Linked DNA regions of Drosophila melanogaster: region 2 is linked to region 1. Evidence: chromatin contacts called from public HiChIP or PLAC-seq data. All regions are on one chromosome and are shown on one strand. The core of a region is the stretch at or near the end of the contact, and the rest is flanking DNA. Distances in the headings are between cores, read along the strand shown. Region 1 has its middle 36 kb from the start of lncRNA:CR46077. Region 2 holds the start of CG34436.

The links. HiChIP or PLAC-seq counts read pairs in DNA pulled down with a chosen protein or histone mark.
Region 2: a contact with region 1 is called in an H3K27ac HiChIP or PLAC-seq map of the Kc167 cell line, with 6 times the contacts expected there. The contact joins the promoter of CG34436 here to the enhancer-like site in region 1. A contact is called at or near these places in 7 of 107 Hi-C or Micro-C datasets (the Clone 8 cell line, the Kc167 cell line, the S2 cell line and 4 more) and 1 of 6 datasets of contacts at active chromatin or transcription factors (the Kc167 cell line).

What each region holds. Positions count from the first base shown.
Region 1 is chr3R:28,100,607-28,103,306 of dm6, reverse strand. No RefSeq gene overlaps it. Among named protein-coding and RNA genes, the nearest start is that of lncRNA:CR46077, 36 kb to the left of the region's middle. Within about 2 kb of position 1,251, at least 11 of the 39 cell types and tissues checked have an H3K27ac peak or open chromatin away from gene starts, as enhancers often do. A contact at or near this core is called in the Kc167 cell line, where this site is marked.
Region 2 is chr3R:28,281,220-28,283,919 of dm6, reverse strand. CG34436 reads right to left here and starts at 1,340. Exons shown (of 3, transcript NM_001104484.2): 1 at 1,151-1,340; 2 at 1,045-1,090; 3 at 372-988. The coding sequence starts at 1,334. The coding sequence ends at 406. It overlaps CG34437, which reads right to left and starts at 201. Exons shown (of 3, transcript NM_001104485.1): 1 at 1-201. The coding sequence starts at 170.

The sequences.
Region 1 (2,700 bases), core at 2-2,501:
CCCAGAGCCAGCTGCCTACGCCCCCGCACCAGCCACAGCGCCAACTCGCTTTAGCGAAAGTCAATTAAAATTAATTTTCATTGAATGCCGAGCGAGGCGGAGGTACAACGCACTGAGGCGTAAGTCCTGCAGCCCGTGGACTGCAAGACAAAAGAGCCCAAAAAGAAGATGCAAAAAGGAAAATTCGGAAAAATTTCTGGGTGAAAACATCTAGAAAATTGCGCAATTTCCTGCGCCTGCAGATACGAGAAACACGAATTTATGCACAATACTCTCGCATTCACTCACTCACTCACTCTTTTGCCTCGCTCTGGCTCTCGCACATTCATTAAAAGTCGAGTCCTGGCCGGCAGGACATTGGGGAATCGCAACCAAATTAGTTGCACAGCCAGTTATTATAACTGCAGTGCTGAGCCGCTTAGACCGACTAAGCTAAAAACGGAAAGGAAACGAAACGAATCTGAATCTGATTCTGAGTTGAACATGGCCATAGTTCGCTTTTTGGCCCTGGCCAATTTAAAGTTATTTGTAAATGCAACTAATATGCCGTAGACAAAAGGGACTTCTTCAGGCCTTAATTATCAGCTTGGTTCTGCTTCGGCTCCCGGCTTGTTCCCGTTGTTGTTGTGTCAACCCTTTGTTGTTGGCCTTCACCCCCCCGCTCGGTCCGCACCGGAAAAATGTACTTAATTAACATGCAACTGGATCATGGAGACTCAGTTTTGAGTTTCGTTTGAAAGGCGAGCGCCCAGCTGCCTCGCAGCCACTTTTGTTCCCGGTTCAGTTGGATCTGACAAGTATCGATGGAATTTTCATCTCGACTGGGTCTCCAGTTGCCTTTTGTGCAAATGATAGCATCATGCTAACTAATAAGCTTTTGTCGTTTGCTCGCCAATGCGCTTGTAATTAAAACTGCGCGCAGCTTGATGAGCGTGACATTTGTGAAAGCTACTACCACAGAAGTTATTTTAGAATTTAGCCTTAAACGTTATGCGGGCGTTTAAGATATCCGCAGGTGTAGATGTTAGAGATTTCACACACTTACGGTCGGTGTGAGACTGGTCTATGATTTGACATGATTGGCAAGAATGTTGCCATAGTAGCTGGGGATGGTTAGGACATGGCGCAAGCGTCGCTGTGACGCCGGCAGCGGTAACCACAACAAGCGGAGCAGGCGGCGTCCTCGTTCCGTTTTCGTTCTCGCTGTCGTCGTCAATAAGTCAAAAGTTGGAATTTCATTATGCCAGGCCCGAAAGTAGGCAACGCATTTTGGCACACAAACGTCGAACGGGGGGAGGGTAACTGAAACTAAAACCCACTGCCGCGCCATTGGCTGATGTCCTGATGTCCTTACCCTCCACGGCCTACGCCCCGGATCCTTGCTGCCCGGCCCCTTTCCCCCTGGCCGGTGCCGTGGCATTGCTCATGCCATCGCCGCCCCTTGTGAGAGACAACATGCGCTGCAAATTTGTCATTTTGCCAAACGTCTAGCGATGTGAGTTAGTAACCGACGACATCGACGAGGACGAGTTTTAGCAGCCGACTCAGGCCGGAAAAACGAAAAAAACGAAAAAAAGCAGGGAACCGAAACCAACTACTAGAACGGGAAGCAAATAAAAATTGAATAGCGAGCGGAACAGCCTGACATTGGCGGGGCATTGTGGGCACAGGGGTTGGGTTTTGGGTTGCAAGTTCCGGGAGGCTTTCATGTTGCTAGCGCAAGTAGAAAATTAAATTCTTGTTTCGCACGTCATTTAAATTCGACATTGTCAGTGTATGTTGATACAGTGATCACTCGCAATGTATGCTGCAGAAATCAGAATGTCGCCCATCATCTCTATTGCGTGAGAGCTTATAGAAAATGCGAAGATATTGCATGTCCTTGAAATTCCTTAGAAATGCTGGTGGCTACCTTGATGTATGTCCTTGATGCTTTGAGAAGTTATTATTCCTATTATTTATATGCTTTTTTATATCTTTTGATTTCACAGTACTTGCGTATCTATGTTGGCCTGTGTATCGCGGCCGCGGATAAGACATCGACAGCTGCGGTGGTAGCAATGCGTTTAATTTCATTTGCAGCTCTGGCTGCTTGGCAACCGCAGTTCCAGCTCCAAGGCAGCAGCCTCCATGAAAAGAAGTCGGGGCAGCCGCCAATCGTGTCCGCTTGATTTGACTCGACTGGGGCAAAGTTGGCCCATTCCATTTGCAGTTGTTATTGAGACGGCGACAAGGCTGAGCTTCTTCGTGCCATCAGAGTAAATGCAATCAGGCATAAGCCGGTCACAAACAACTTCTGAGTGCGAGTGTGCCCTGTGTGCTGTGCAGGGGGTATAATGATCATGATCTACAGTTGCCACCTAATGCCGAGGGAAATGACGTTAAGGGTTTAAGTGGGGACGACACGCCAACCTTGAGGACACCGCCCGTGGTGAAGAAAAGTATGCGACACTTTGAGCGGCAATCGAATGATGCCACGTTTTTCGCAGTCATCGTCGTCGTCTTTGGCCAAAGACAACAATTATCCGGCGGAAAAATGGGGGGGTGGGTCTTTCAGGGGGAGTGTGGAGCGCTTGGTCACTAGCAATGAAGTCGCAAAGTCGTAAAAATTATTTTGTGACAAATCGTCCGCGTACGTGAGCCTCATTTAAATGCGTGAGTCCCAAAATGTTATTAACAATTCAACGGGCCATCTCATCC
Region 2 (2,700 bases), core at 91-2,590, 180 kb before region 1:
AGCGTTCCGCTACAGTTTTTTGTGGGAGATGCAATAAATGCCATCCAAGGTGTTTCTTTAAAAACATCCTGATGCGGCTTGTGGTTAACGCATTCGAAGTCTAAGAAATAGGCCGATCCTTGATGTGCTAGCACCAAAGTGAACAGAAAACACAATGATCCCGCAGTCATCTTAACAAACGAACTGATTCGTAAGCACTGAAGCAATCTCAGTGTACAATGTATGTACAATCTAATGTACAAACATAGAGACGGAAAGTCAAAGCTTATCAGTAATGTTGTATTGTTCTCGAAATGCAGATTGCCTTCGCTTTCGATTTATGTAAATTCTAAAACACGCTACCATAAATGTGCCACTAAAACGTTATGTATGTCATTGCATTTTGAATCAGTTTATTAAAGAATCTTAAGCGTAGCTATTTTCCCCATTCGACACTATCACATTAACATTTTGAATGACTCCCATAATCCAGTCAATGTATTTCGTCACATCGGTATATAAACACGTCCTCGATTCGCCATAACTCTGAATTCCGAATAGAGTGTAACGAATTTTTGTGTAATAGCGTATCTTTTTAAACAAGGGACTTCCTGTTTCCACGCACTTGCTTTTGTTCTTATAGCCAGCACAGATATGCGAATTCTGCGGATACAATTTGAAGGCATTTTCGCACTTGACTTGGCTGATGTGTTTTATTTTGCTTGTCTTGGCCGCAGGCAATATGTACTTCTCATCTATGCCCCAGCGGAATGTTTCATATCTTTTAAACATTTGTGTGTCGATATCAGATTTGTCTAACCAAAGGCAAATTGGACGTATGTGGGCCTTGTAGAGCACATCGTTCTGAAGTTCCAGCAAAGCTATGTCATGCTCGAAATTGCTTTTCTCATAGAACCTATGAATGTAGGCACTTTGCACATGGTAATCATCACTGCTATAACTAACAATATGCTCTTGTTTAATGCTCAACTGCCCCAAGCGGACGATGCTGTTGAAGGGAAAGAGCTTATGTATGATAAAAGTATAAAATTAAAATGAACTTACGCTCTCTCTTGATTGAAAACACAGCTTGCTGATGTTATCACAAAGTCTAAAATGGTATTCTAAATTGTAATAAAATATTAAATTTCATCTACATTTATATACAAACATTTGTGAATCAGGGCGCCACTGCAGGTTTTATTGGGCAATAAGACCAGTGCCATCCACGGTCTACTAAATATTATATCATTAGAAAGACGTGAAACTTCGGCACAGTTCTGGTCAAGAAGCTGTGCCGATCCCTGATTAGCCAGCATCCATGATAACACAGCAAGACAAGATGCGAAATTCATTATTCCGACTGACGGCTGCCAAGCAACTGAAATACTTGTGAGATTTGTTCAGTACCACAGGCCATGCGACTGACTTATTTGATAATATTTTCGAGCGAAATTTCCCAAGAAATTCCCATAATTATAGCCATTAATATACGAAATAAATATTCTAAGTAATAAAATTTCGTTTCTTAAGTATCTTTGGTTCAATGGTAAGCTGTAGTAGCACAAATAGCACACATGCACACAATTTTTCAGTTAACCGGAGTTTACAAGGTCAATTCAGTGGCTTTTGTGTGTCTTGGCCTCTGATACTGCACCTAGTCTTCCGCTTTCCGCTTATTGTTTTGCTGCCCAGCCGCATCCCTTTCAAGTTCAATAATGTCATAGAGCGTGTCGCAGGGCAGGCGTCTAAATTTATGGCCCAAACGGTTGACCCGAAGGCCGGTGGGTCCGGTGGGTCCGGTGGAGACCGTGGAGCAGCACGTGCTTTGGAGTCAGGGAAATAATTTAGCCAAAAACATGTGAAGCTCGCCATATAAATTATGCACACTGGCTCGACGGACGACAACACATGGGGGTATGGGTTGCTTTAAGGTATTGTATTGTCTATCCGACCTGCCCACTGCTCAATGCAGGCCAACAACAAGTTCGGACATAACTCACCGCCTTGGCCCTTTATTTTATTGTATTTTATCTTTTGGATTACTTTCTGCCATGACCACAACAAATAAACTTGAGCATCTTTGGGAAAAACCCACAGTGGCGCACTGGTGGTGCGGGAAAACTGTGGCCGGAAAAGAAAAGATTTCCGTGGCATTGTTGCTTCTGCTGCTGCTCCTCCATCTTGGCTCGAGTTTGCCCGGAGGTCTGGAGCTGGACAACGGCAACAATTGCGCATGTTAACATACTTGTAAGTAGTTTTTCCACTTTGCCATGGTATTTTGCTTTTTTTCCACACCCTATACCCTCGGAAATCAAGGGTGCGTTGGTCTGACTGGCTATATGTTCAAGTCACTCGGGGTTTCAGGATCATTAGTACATGCAAACTTAAAAGCACACTTAAAAACGTGTTTATTATATTCAAAATCTAAATAGTACTTACTTATCTACTTATACTAATACTTATCTTAATACCTATACTTATATTTATTGGATATTTCCAAGTCGAGTTCTATTGTACTGTATTTTGCTGTACATTTTCTCTATTTTTTCCATCCCCCACAACGGACACATTTGTTTTCCTGGGGGCAGTTGCCTTTGTTTTTGTAATTATCTGCACGTTATTTGTGGGTCAATAAAGTTTCGTTTCATAGTTTGAGCGGTTGTCTGGCTCTCAGTCCGGGTTCAGGATTTATGGCATATGCGTTTTGGGCTAATTTTC